Regions from separate parts of the Strix aluco genome. Here region 1 is linked to region 2. The links are chromatin contacts, called in public Hi-C maps. All regions are on one chromosome and are shown on one strand. Each heading gives the region's core, a stretch centred on a gene start, on an enhancer-like site or on the middle of the called end of the contact. The rest is flanking DNA. Distances are from core to core; before and after follow the strand shown.

Region 1 (6,882 bases), core at 3,031-5,530, 170 kb before region 2:
ACAGAGACAGGTGCTCAGTGGTAATTCCACAAAGCTAGCACATCACGCACAGGCAAGCAACATGTTTATACACTTCAAACTACACGAATACACATTTAATGTAATGATCATTGGTTAGTCTCTTACCACTTTGCTCCTCACTGGTTAACAACATGTCTCGTCTCAATTTAAAGTTACAGTCTTGTTATTACTCTGCACAAACCAAAAGGGTGGCGGTCTTATCTGGGTAAGGGGCTTCTCATCAAGATGTGTGGTTTTCTGATTATAAAGAGCTAAATTAATCTAAAGGACACAACTTAGGCAGTCTCACACAGTACCTCTGATCACACAACCAAGGGAGGTTTCCTTGCTCCCCAATTCAAGGTTCCGTCTGTTCCCATACACTCTTCATTTTGCAAGTCTTTACTATCTTTGAACCTCTTATCCTGACTCAAGGCCTTGTCCTGTGAAATGTTTTTTTGTTTTAATCTTCACTCTTCCATTAGTCCTAGCTGGAAGCAGAACAGCCTTCAGCAACAGCAAGTCAGACCTATCAAGTTCCCACAGTTGCTAACAACAGATAATTAAGAAAAACAGCAACTGTATGGGTAGTTTATATTTTTACAGAATACCATCTCAGTCTTCAGCAATGTACAGATCAAAGAATTCTTGGACAGAGAAGGTATTATTACTGCATTTTGTGGACTTTTTTTGCCCATGATTTTGAACCCTTACAGGCTTTTAATACCTAAACCATCTCATGACAAAGCATTCCACAATCAACAATATGCTAAGTGATATATCTCCTTCTGCACATTTTGAACATTTCACATTTTAGTTTCATCTGACATCTCGTGTGCACACTGGCAACAGTTATCGATCTGCCCATATTTACCTTCACTCCACACATGACTTAGAGATCTCTATCATGGTCTCCCACAGTCACCTCTTTCCTAAGCTGAAGACTCCCAGTCTCCTTGCAGAAAAATCCATCCCATATTTCTGATCATCACTGCATCCTATTCCTGGAGCTTTACCAGTTCCAGTAAATTACTTTTAGTCAGGGGAAAGGCATACCAAAGCTGTAAGCACTACTCAAAATGCAAGTAAACCATGGTGTTACACAATGGTGTAACAACATTCTCAAATTTGGGTGTAGGCCTCATGGACACCAGAAAGCAGTTTGGCCCAGACCTCAGTTTTTAAAAAGCTAATTTACAAGCACCTAAAAGTTCAGAAAAAACTGCTAATGCAGCCTGTAATACTGCTGGGGATACAAACAGCAGGTGGTGAATGTGAAATGCTTCCTGATTAAACACTTTTAAACAGTTCTGTCATTTCTGCCCATACGCATTTCTCAAAACAACTCCGTAACTATACAGCACATTATTCACTGCCTTTACAGATCTCCTCCCAAAAGATACCCTTATACCCTGGCTTTCACAACTCCTTAACATCAAAACACACATATCCTTTTCAGAGATATTCTACAGTATCAGTGATAATACTTCTCACACGCCACCACTATATGGCAAATCCTTTATTGGATGCAGAACAAGAACAGGACAAAAAAAAAAAAAAAAACAACCTGTAGAGTCTCTATAACCTGAGAAACAAAAAGATGTACTTTCTCCCCTTAAAGCTACTTATGGCACATCCAAAACTATATTTCTGCATTCTGGACTTTGGATCAGCAAACTGTTATGAACACCTTCATTATGTGATTTAATTACACAACAATTACTATCTTCCAAGTATAAAATACTGCAGTTCTTCAAAATATCTTATGAGTCTATGAATCTAAATGAAAATCAAGAACACATCACTTGTTCATGCTGACACATGAAATATTAAGCTATCAAGTGATCATGGAGACTTTTTACAAGATAAGTATTAAAATCTTAACATTTCAGAACATCAAATTCGACCAAAGCTGACACCACTGTATACCCTATTCACATTTTGCTCAGCATCATGCTGATGAAACATACTCCAGCAAAAGATACCTATAGAAAAACCTGGGAATTTCAAAGCGAATTAACTGCAGAACTAAGAAGTAGACCAATCAAGAGCTGTTTAAACTGAGAAAGTCCCAAATCTACTCAATACAATATTTTTTAATAAAGTTAGGCATGAAATCACCGATTTTTTTTAATAATTACTGTGCTTGTTCATAATAGTTTAGGAAGATCCTAATAATTAGCAACTGACAACATAATTTTCTGATTTGAAGGCATTACTGTGGTAATTGTGTATTTAGATTTGGTGCAGAACTGTCTACCTGATTTGTTTACAAATCAGGCCAAGAGATACAAAATTCTGTACTAAATTCTCATCAATAACTAAGCACTAAAAATTATAGTACATAAAGTTTTTTCCTATTTCATCATATTTACCTTTTTAAAAAAAAAAAGAGAGACCAAATCAATTTTTTTTTTTTTAACTAACACTGACTAAAGGTTTTTCCCCTCACATACATTGGCTCTAACTCTCATCCAACAGCTATTTAATCCTGTCTGCCTATTTGGATGAGACATATTGTTTCCTGGGTTAGTCCCTAGAAAGGAAATTGCTCTTACACACATCTGTATATGCACTCAGCTAAAAGAAAACCATCAGCTGTCAGCAATCTACAACATCAGCGCCACTCCAAACCGAAGTTGAGAGTAAGATAAGCATGACTGCCACTAGTTCAGTTTACCCTCATTTCAAGTACTCAAAAGCAAATCATGCTTGTGTTTTCCATTGCTTTGTGTTTGGAAGGTACTTCTTGTGAAGCAATACCCTGAGCTAGTTATCACAGTTCAAAGAAAGTAAGGGTAAAGCTTAAGACAAATTTTATACCACAGTCATTTTCACATTCTTGGTTCATTAAGAATGTGAACAAAAAACCACTGCAGGGTGACAAAAAATAATCTGCATTGGATTGCCAGTCAATTTCTTTCTCGTGGAAAGTGTTTCAGCTTAAAGACTGCTGGTTTAGTAGCCACCAGGTGACCTCCGTTGATGTTTTTGTTAATGTCTCAGAAAAGAGTGCAAAGAATCATAAATCTGCAGTTTAATAATATAAAAAATAAATGCTGGTTATGCTCTGAACTAGTATAAATCTTTGAAAAACACACAGGCACCTAGTATTTTTCCTAACACTGTTAACCTAGCAGAAAAAATATTTTGTACACACTTCTCATTTCAGATTGCCAGTCAAAATCAACTGCAGAAGAGAGAAGGGTCATTAACAGAAGACTATTAACATGGCATAAAGCCCCGATCCCGAAATGGCTCTGAAAACACTGAAACCACAGACAGATGTGGAACTGGCGCTTAACTGAGTATTTTACTCAGAAGTTTGGAGCTTTTTTTCTAACACTTTACAACAGTTAACTTCCAGGAACGCCTTAACGACGTGCAGAACCGAAAGAGCTGTAACAACGCTGCTACACTTTGTAATGAAGAGACCGTTTGGGAAGTCCACAGAATTTCGCCACAGCCCAAAAAGACACGGAGACAGGCAACGCTGTATTTTACTCAGCGCATCGACTCTGACCACCCGGGGAAACCTTTGCCTGATCTCTCGGAGAGCTTCCACCGACTGTCCTGACCCAGAATGGCTGGCCACGAACGGGAACACGAGACGTATTTTTCCGACACCTGCCGGTTTCGTTTCCTCAGCCCCGTCCCAGCCGACAGCCACTTACAACGCGGAGTCCCCGGACGGATCCCCTCCGGGCCGCGGGGCGCCCCGACCCCTCACGCACCCCAGCGGGGGGCTGACGGCCGGCACGGCGGCCGCTCCACCCCTCGCACCCGACCGCCACGGCGTGCCCTGGAGCGGCGAGCCCGGCGAGCCGCTGCCCCTCTGCTCGGACCCGCCGCAGCCCCGCGCTCCGACGCGCCCTGACTCCGGCGTTTCCCCCGGCCCTGCCCCACCGCGCACCGCCGTTAGCCCTTCGCCCGGCCTTCTCCTATCCTCCCGCTCGCCCCCGGCCCACGCACACCCCGCACCCTCCCTCCGAGCTGGCAGGTCGCCCCGTGCCTCCTCCCCACAAACCCGTCGCTGCCCAGCCCGGAGCTCGCCCCTCACCTTTCCTGGACGGGGTTAAGCTGCCAGAGGAAGGCGAGGAGGCGGGGGGAACAGCGGCAGTGCAGGCCCGCTCCCCTCGGCCTCCCGGCCCCGCCGCCTCTTCGGTCCCCTCACAGCTCTTCCTCCCCGCGTCGGCGGGACCCCGCGCTCCCTGCGCGGATGACAGCTGCTGGCTGCGCATGCGCACAGCCCCGGCACGCACGGGGGACGCGCGGAAGACCAGGGGAGGGAGCACGTGACAGAGGCGCGGCGCCCGCGTCACGTGCGAGGAGCGGGCGGCGCCGCCGCGGGGCTTCCTGGTGGGGCGCGGCTGCGGGCGCAAAGTCTCGCTCCCGGCTCCGCAGAGCGTGGCGGCCGCGTGAGGGGCGGGGAGCCACGTGGAGGTCACGTGGGAGCTCTCGGGCCCTGAGGGTGGTCACCTGGCGCGGCGGGGCGGGGCCTGCCGCCGGTGCCGGGGCGGGCAGCCCGCGGCGCTGCCGCCGGTGGCTCTCGCCAGGGGTGAGGCGTAAGGCGGGGCTGCTGCGGCGCAGGTGCCTGCTGGGCAGGGTGGGCTTGGCGGGCTTGGCTCGGCCCGGGCACAGGTGTGCGGGCCGTCTGCCTCTCCATCGGGAGGCTGAGCGGTGTCTTTGGGGGAAGCGGTGTCTCTGTGAGTGCCTCCTCCGCCACTCGGGCCGTGCAGGCCCTGCCTGCCGCTGTTGCCCTAGCCGCCCCCGAGCGGTGCGTGCTCTTGAACGGGGAGCCGGCGTTGCCTTCGGCCAGCCGCGGCACCTACCGGGAGACACGTCAGGAAAGCACAAGCCCCGAGTTTACGAACGAAGTCGGTCGGTTCACCTCAGCGATACTTGACAGGCGAGACCTGGTCCGTAGGAATGGTGGAATCCGTCAGGGCAAGCCGCTAGGTCGACTTGGTTGTCCTCCTCTTTTACACTCATGTCCCTTACCAATCAGTACTGCTATATGAAAGTGATTTTGTTTCCAAAACCTTAATGTTGATTTTAGTGACTAAGCCCCACAGTGCTGTATGTCATGCGTTTACTTTCTGAAGTGCCGTGGTCCAGTGTAATGCTGACTGTTCAGGTGGCTGCTAAAATAAACCAGTTGGAGTTTTTTTTTAACTGTGTGATATGCTTTGATTTTTCTTAGTAATTTCTGATTATCTTTCATTTTAGCTTCTGGTTGCTATGGTCAAAAAAATAGTGAAAAATGACCAAAAGATAACTAAAATCCCTTTTAAATGTGCTTCTTCAAGTGTACCTATTATGTTGAAAGAAGTCTTAGTTTACACTTTATCTTTTAAGTGCCAAAGACTTTTTTCAGTACTAACGGAACCTGAAAACACAGGGATTTTTTTTTTTTTTTTTTTTTAAGGAACACATCTAATGCTATAACTTCGTTGTGCTCGGAAACTTTCATGTTGCTTCATCGTTTAAGCACAGAGCTATACATTAAATGATAGTAGTACTGTTTATACTGTATCTTCAGTCCCAGGAAAACTCACGCAACTCTTTAAGTATCTCTGTAGGACATCACTATGACCAGCAGTGTCTAAAATGAGTCATCTTCATCTGCCTCATGAAAGGAATTTTGTTTCACTAATATAAGTAGAAATGGAAGAAGTTGTTTGCCTTCTTCCTCAAGCCTTTGGGGGGATGAAGAAAATGCTGATGGGACAACAGTGCAGTTGAATGCAGTTTCTCATAGCTTCTCATTAGGTTCATTCTCTGCTCATTGGGTCAGTTATAAAGCACAAAAGATTGATGATTTAGGATTGTTTTCTAATATGATCTCTAAGAGGCCTGCTGAGTACCAGTTGAAGAGAAAGTATGGCAGTGACTCTAGAAAGCATTGAGTCAGCACCTCTCCTCATCTGATCTTCTTTCAGGTGACAAGTCTCTGTGAGGTCATTATGTGTCTGGAGTGTACTACAGTATTGCCAAAGCATACACCTCTCAGTCCAAGTATGGGACTGAGGGTGCAGGTGGATAGCCTGAGAACATTAACCCTCACCATGCTGTGGCTATGGAAAACTGCTTTGACATCATTCTCCAAAGCCAGTAGTTTAGCACCTCTGCCTTGCTAGATGGAAGAAAGGACAGTGGCCTTCTTCAGAATAGTTACACGCTAACATAACAGTTTTATGTATTTGCTGACATGTTCTAGCTGGCATGAAGAATTTTTTTCTCATTGAGGTTTAAGTAAGGTTTTCTGCACACACTTCCTGCCTTTCATGTTTTGGGCTATGCTTTTAGGTTAGTGTTGGCTAGTAACAAAACCCCTGGTCATGTGACCACAGCTACTAAGAAAAAAGGTTGTAACCCCTAATTTCCCTCACCTTTAAGTTGCTGATGCAATATCTAGGCAGCACAAGCTTCTGACCAATAAATGACCTTTCTGCTGTACAACAGTGTAAGTATCTTCTCTCTTTCGCTCCCTTTGGCAGAGGTCAGAAGCCACTTGCGTTTGAGTAGCTGATGTCTATTTCAGTTACGAGTTCATCTTCCATGACACCTCTGGGTCCCTGCTTCAGTGTTGAACCACTCATGGTGAAAACTTTTTTACCTAATATAATCCAAATTTCCTGTATTGCAGCTTATATGTTTGTCTTGTCCTATCCCTGTGTGTTTCCAAGGAAGCTCCATCTTTCCTATGCCGTCCCACTGGGTAATAGTGGACAGCAATAAGATCACCCTGAAGCCTTGTCCTCTTAAGGCTGAACAAACCCAGCTCCCTCAGTTGCTTCTCACAAGTCATATCCTCCAGCCCCTGACAATCTTGTGGCCTTCCATTGGACTTGTTAAGTATGTCAATGTCTTTCATCTACT
Region 2 (6,340 bases), core at 2,440-4,939:
TGGGGCAAGGTTAAGATACGATTTATTCCAGCATAAGGAAATATTTATGTCCCTCCAAGAAACTCCTTCCAGCCAACGATCGAACTTCTTCAACAAGGAAATTAAGAGACATCACTGCAGGCTTCTATTTTCAGTAGACTTCTCTGGCGAACTGCAGACTCAGTTACTGCACCACAGTAAAGAACTATGCATACACTACTATTCCCTTTCCTCATAAAGTTCTGCCTCAATCTACCGAATTACTTCTCTGGCTGATAGTAATTCAGCTCTGCAGAAATGTGGATCCCCAGAGTCCAGGATGTCCTCACAGACCAGACCAAGTTACAGAGTAATACCATCTTGCTCACTCTTCAGTGCCATGTGTGAATGGTAGGTCCTCCAGGTAGTAAGAGTTAAAAACCAGAAACCAGTCTGTTCAAATGAGTAGCACTTTTCCTGGTTTTACAAGAAAAAATAGTAATACAAAGTACTACATTCATCACAACGCTAGGTTTTCATCAGTAGTTCTAGGGTATTTTAACCCTCAAGAACAGGAGGGTGAAGTACTGCCCACTTAACATCCTGCATTTGTGTTTGAAGATCAGATGAGAGCAAATACAGTATACCACATAACTGGGCATGGACACTCCTACAGAACTGCAAAATAATGGCTCTAGATCAAAATGTTAGTTGAAGCTGTTCTCTACTGCAAGCTAAGAAATTAAGTTGTTGAAATTCAGTCCATAAATGGTGACTCTGGTGTCTGCATCCTTATAACTTCAAACACCTCCCATTTTTAGAAAAAAAAGGAGGTTATTTAGCCAGACTTCTGGTACACACCACTTGCAAGGTCCACACGTTTCTAGAAGGTCCCAGAAAGACTACAGTAAGCAGTACTCAGTAGCAAGATCACAGCTCTACTAGCAGACTGTAGAGCTTTAACCATACTGAGAGACAACTAGATATAGTAAATAGGTAGAGTTTGGACTAGATAATGGTTCTTCCAACACATGCAGGAATCCATGTTTTCACCTCAGTATACTGCTTTCTATTCACCTCACATTTAACTGAGATGCCTTTTTTTATTCTTTAGCACAGACCTGAGAGACTTGAAGTTGTTTACAGTCTCCTTTGCTCATGTTCTCTCAACATCTAGTTTTACTTGTGCAAGAGCAATCCTTCCGACCTTTTTTCTACTTACTACCACCATGGGATTGGAGAAGCAATCCATAACCATCATGGATACTTCAGAATTAATTATAGTAATTGCAAGAAAACGGACATAAATGGTGAGTGAAGCTATAAAAGAGAACTCCTTAACTCTTCACTGAACACGAGCCCAACTGTATCCTAAACTGGATAAACTAAGTACTAAGCTCACAAATGCTGCTCATGTAGGCAGTTTCAGCTACAGTATTTCACTATTCTGCTTTCTTAAGCAAGACATCTGCTCACTAAAGTGTTCAAGCTAATTGGTCTGGCCACTGACAGACTATGTAGAAAAGCACAACTCATTACAGGCTGATCTCCCCTGTTGCTGGTGTAAACCTCGTGTCCCACATCAAGCTCTGTACTGAAAGGTGTGCTGCCACAGCACAAAGCTAAACAGGTTCACACAACTTCAAGACTGATGTTCCTTGATTTGGTCCCTTCAGAGAAACATGAGACTGTAATTGACTTGGCAGACACATCCTCACAAACGCTCACCCTCACCAATCTGTAGAACACAGAAGTCTACTAATTTGCTAATGGGTTCACATTCTAGGCTTAGCATCTAGCCACTAATGCTTACCTCCTAGTCACAGTTACATTTCTATTTGTTACTTTTTTTCCCTTTATTTGTAAAGATACACACTTCATCTCTTTTGAGGCAGAAACGTCAGCGCCTTGTGTTACTCTGTGTAGGTGAACACTGAAACACTCATCTGTTGTAAGGTGAATCTGAAGTGCCACGCTCCCCGAAATATACCACACATCCGATACCCTCCGTAACAGCTCTGCCTCGCTGAACAACTCGAGCACTGAGTACACCTCATAGTTCGTGTAAGGCAGCTTGAAAGGTTACACCCTTCAGCAACAAAGACATAGCCTGAGGCAACCTATTCGGATCAAGACCTGTCCGGCACCGGAGGGGCTGTGTCCGCTCACACAAAGCGCAATGCCGGGCCCCGGTCCAGATGAAGCGCCCCTCCGGACGCCGACGGCCGCCCCCACCCCACCCGTGACACGCCGCTCCCCGCGCCGGGAAGGACCAGCGCGCACACGCCCTGCCCGCGCAAACTGACCCCGCACCGCCGCCCCGCCCACGCGGGAGCCCGGCGGGCCGAGCGCCGCCGCCGCCGCCGCCCCGGGGGGGGTGGGAGGGGTTCGCAGCGGCGACCCCCAGGACCGTTACTCCGTGGCGCGGCGCCGGACGCCGGGGGAGGGGCGCGCCGTGCCGGCCCCGCAGCGGGTCCTGACGGGACATCGCACTTCGCGCCACCGCCCCTCCCAGCCCCCAGCCCCCCCCGCCACGTGCGGTCCGCGGGGGCGGCGTTCCGCCGTGCAAACGGCTCGCGGTACAGGCTCTGCCCCTGCCCGGCCGAGGCGGCGGCAGGGCGGCCGGGGGTCAACGGGCGAAGCTCGATCCGGGCGCTCCGCCGGCGGGGCCTGGGGGGAGGGGTAAGGCGGAGGGGCTTCCTCCCCCTCGCAGCGCTCCGGCCGCCCTGTCACTTCGCTGCGATAAAGGCAGGGGCTGGGGGAGGAGCCTCCCGCGGTTCAGGTGGGAAAACAAACACACAAAGGGGCCTCTCCGGCAGCCGCTCGCCGTCGGGGAAGAAGGGGGACAGGAGGGAGCCGGCTCGCAGCGCCCGACGCCCTGGCTCCCTCGGGCCCCCCACCTCCCTCTAGGCCCGACGGGACGGGAGTAAACAAAAGCCGGAGGCACAGGACGACACATGGGTGGGGATGAGGACCTCCGCGCACGGCCACACAAAGAGCCGAGCCCGAGGGGGGACGCGCGGGGCGGGCGAGGGGGAAAGCCCCCACCCGCCACCACCCAGGTCGGGGCGTTTCCGCCTCACCTGCTTGCCCCGGTAGAAGAGGCGCTGGCGGTCGGGGCTTACGCGGAAGGTCTCCTGGATCTTCTCCCGCAGGCACTCGATCTTAGTAAGGCGGCTCAGATCGTCGATGGTCTGCGTCTCGGTGCCGTCTATGGTTCGGACTTGGATCCACATGGTGCGCGCCCTCCCGGTGGCTCCGCCAGCCGCGGAGAGGGGAGGGAGGTCTGGGGCAGGAGGTGGGAAAGGGGTCCGCTCCCCGGGTGCGCGTCTGCGGTGTGCGAGGAAGAAGGGGAGGGGGCCGGGCGCTTCCCCCGCTCTTTGTTCGGCTCAGTGGGGCAGGATTTTCAAATCCCGCGGAACAGACGCGAGCCCTCCCCGCCCGCCGGGCCGCCGTCCTCGCTCAGAGGGGCGCGGAGAGGGAAGGAGACCCGAGCCGATCCCCCGCCGCTTCCCGATCGCCCGCGCCGCGGGCCCCCCGCGGCAGCACAAGGCGAGGCGGAGTCTGGCGGGAACCACCGCGTCCAGGTCTAACGGGCGCCGCCGGGAGCCATCTCCCGACCCCGGGGAGTGTTTACCAGGCGCCGCCGCTCTCACATGGAGGTCACGGCGCCAACGCTGATCTCGCGAGAGCCCCCGGCCTCGGCCGTATGAGACAACAACACCGGGGCGGGGGCGGGGCGGGGGCGCGCGGGCGGCACCACGCCCCCTCCCGCTGCGCTCGGCCCGGCCGCCCTCGCGCCGCAGTCGGGGCGGTGCACGGCTCCGCCCCCTGGCCCGCCCCCGGGCCCGCCCCCCGCACCGCCCCCGGCCGGCGTCTGGCGCGAGGCCTGCGGGGGGAGGGCTTGGCGCGCGCGGGGTCAGCGGCCGTTGACGTCTCCATGGCGGCCGAGCGGGACGGCGTCCCTGGCCGCCGCTCGGGGCGGGCCTCGCTGGCCTCTGGGGCCCGCAGGGCCCGCGGCCTAGCCCGGCCCGCAGGCTGGCAGGCGTCAGAACGGCCCAGCATCCCTAGGCAGCCGGGAGAGCGGTGTCCGCTAGTGAAGCCCAGGCCGTGGTGCTTCCGAAGACAAAACATCTCAGCCCAGCCAGATTTAGCTCTAACCAAAAAATACAGGTTAAGTCTGGCTGCGCCTGTTGTATTAGATAGACGAAAACTTGGGGCGAGACAAGGGAAGGCAAGCCTCGCTTATACTTCAAATCCGATGTGGGTGTGTCTTTCTATATTTTTCTAGATTGGGTAATTCTGTAAATTGACATCAGAAAAACGTGGGTTTACCACGCTGTTGTGGGCTAGCCCTGGTATGCAGCTGAGCCCCTGTGTGAGCTGGCACAGGCAGGATGCAGGAACAACCACAAAATCACGGATGAAATGCAAAGAGTAAATTTATTCTCGTTACCTCACGACCCGAGGGATCTCTGCAGCAACACTTGGGCAGAGGCACACAAGCGGGGATGCAGGCACCACAGAGCTCGGGCCTTGTTAGTCAGGAAAAGGAGGAGCAAGAAAAGATCTTGGGCCTGCTGCTTTTGGCTGTATATATCCGGGGTTTTCACAGAAGTACTTTTCCACTGCGCTTTGATCTTTCCCACAGCCAGTAGGGAATCTCAAGGATGTTCAGTAAGGTGCCTCTGAGCCTCTCACAGACCTGTGTTATCTAAGCGCAGACATTCTACCCATCAAGCAGACAGACCTAAACAATTAGTGTGATACATGTTTTTTTCGGCACCTCAACTGCAAGTCACTTGAGCGTGTTTACAGTCCTCCTCACCAATCTTCCATTGTATTCCCACAGTCCTTCACAGCCACTTGGGCACTCCCTCACAGCAGGATGGAGAAGAGAATCAGAAGGGCAAAGTGAGAAGACGTGGGTCAAGATGTGAGAGATGAGAAACCAGGCCTGCAAGAAACTAAGAAAAACAGCCTGAGAAAGCAAAAGTTGAGGCTGATCGAAGAAATGCCTCAAACACTCCAAGACAAAACTATGAGTCACAGGGTGCATTCTGTGGAGGTCGAAGCTGATAAGGCTGCCCGAATAACACAAGATGGGACTGGAGGAGGGAGCCCTGTGAAGACAGGACGGCTCTGCTCTGGTGCACCTGGCCAAAACTTCAAGGGCCATCTGTCCGGTGAATGACCTTTGCTTCATTATCCACGAAATGCATATTAAAGTTAACACCCCTCAATATGCTAACGAGGGCTAACATGATCATGCTAATTACATCATCCCATGAAAAACCTTACCCCTCCCCGTACATGGGCTACGTAGGTATGTGGGTCGACCTAGGGGATGGACCCAAGGAAAGTGGGTATAAATCAAGAAGGGGGGGGGGGGGTGCGGCCGGGGGAGAGAGAGAGTGCAGTGAAGCAAAGAAGACGGATGCCAGCGAAAAAGACGGATGTCTCCTGTGCCTCTCGGAACCCTCGTCGGCAGGATCAGCGCAGAAACCCAGACCGGTGATCTGTATTTCCCCATTCCCTCTATCTCCCTCTTTTCCCTTTCCCATTAAGAAATGCAAGGCATATTATATTGCTTGCCACAACTTGCTATATACTTAGCCAACTATCGTGTGTTCAATTAGTACATTGTGAGTAGTTAATAAATGTTTAGACTTGGAGACTTGTTGTCCGCTCCATTGGGGATTTGCAAATCTGAGTCACTTGTCCCCCTCGTCTGAGCGGGACGTGACACCCCATTTCTTCTATCTCCCTCTTTTCCCTTTCCCATTAAGAAATGCAAGGCATATTGTATTGCTTGCCACAACTTGCTATATACTCAGCCAATTATCGTGTGTTCAATCAGTACATTGTGGTTAGTTAATAAATGCTTGGACTTAGAGACTTGTTGTCCACTCCATTGGGGATTTGTGAATCTGAGTCACTTGTCTCCCTCGTCTGAGCGAGACATGACACAAGATAAAGATGGTTTAACAGGTAAAGCAAAAGCTGTGTGCTCAAGCAAAGGAATATAAGGAACTGATTCAGTACTTTGCATTGTCTGGCAGATGGTTAGCCATTTCCAGGAAACCAGAGCTTCATCACATGTAAAGGTTACTTTGGAAGACAAGCACCATAACTCCTAATGTCCCACCCTTCCTTCTTCTTCTCACAGCTTGTATTGCTAAGCATGACATTGTATGGTCTGGGATACCACTGGGGTCACCTGTCCCAGCTGGGTCCCTTTCCAGCTTCTTGCACACCCCCAACCTAGTTGCTGGCAAGGCACTGTGAAAAACTGAAACATTCCTGACCCTGTGTAAGCACTGTTCAGCAACAGCTAAAACATCCCTGTGTTCAACATCATATTGGTCACGAATCCAAAACA

Evidence for each region. A called contact is a pair of places that touch in the nucleus more often than the background predicts.
Region 1: a contact with region 2 is called in a Hi-C map of brain, with 6 times the contacts expected there. The contact joins the promoter of KDM4C here to the promoter of UHRF2 in region 2. A contact is called at or near these places in 2 of 2 Hi-C or Micro-C datasets (brain and heart).

Annotation. Positions count from the first base shown.
Region 1 is chrZ:31,195,777-31,202,658 of bStrAlu1.hap1, reverse strand. It overlaps KDM4C (lysine demethylase 4C), which reads right to left and starts at 4,280. Exons shown (of 21, transcript XM_074811528.1): 1 at 4,061-4,280.
Region 2 is chrZ:31,023,487-31,029,826 of bStrAlu1.hap1, reverse strand. UHRF2 (ubiquitin like with PHD and ring finger domains 2) reads right to left here and starts at 3,689. Exons shown (of 16, transcript XM_074811560.1): 1 at 3,042-3,689. The coding sequence starts at 3,194.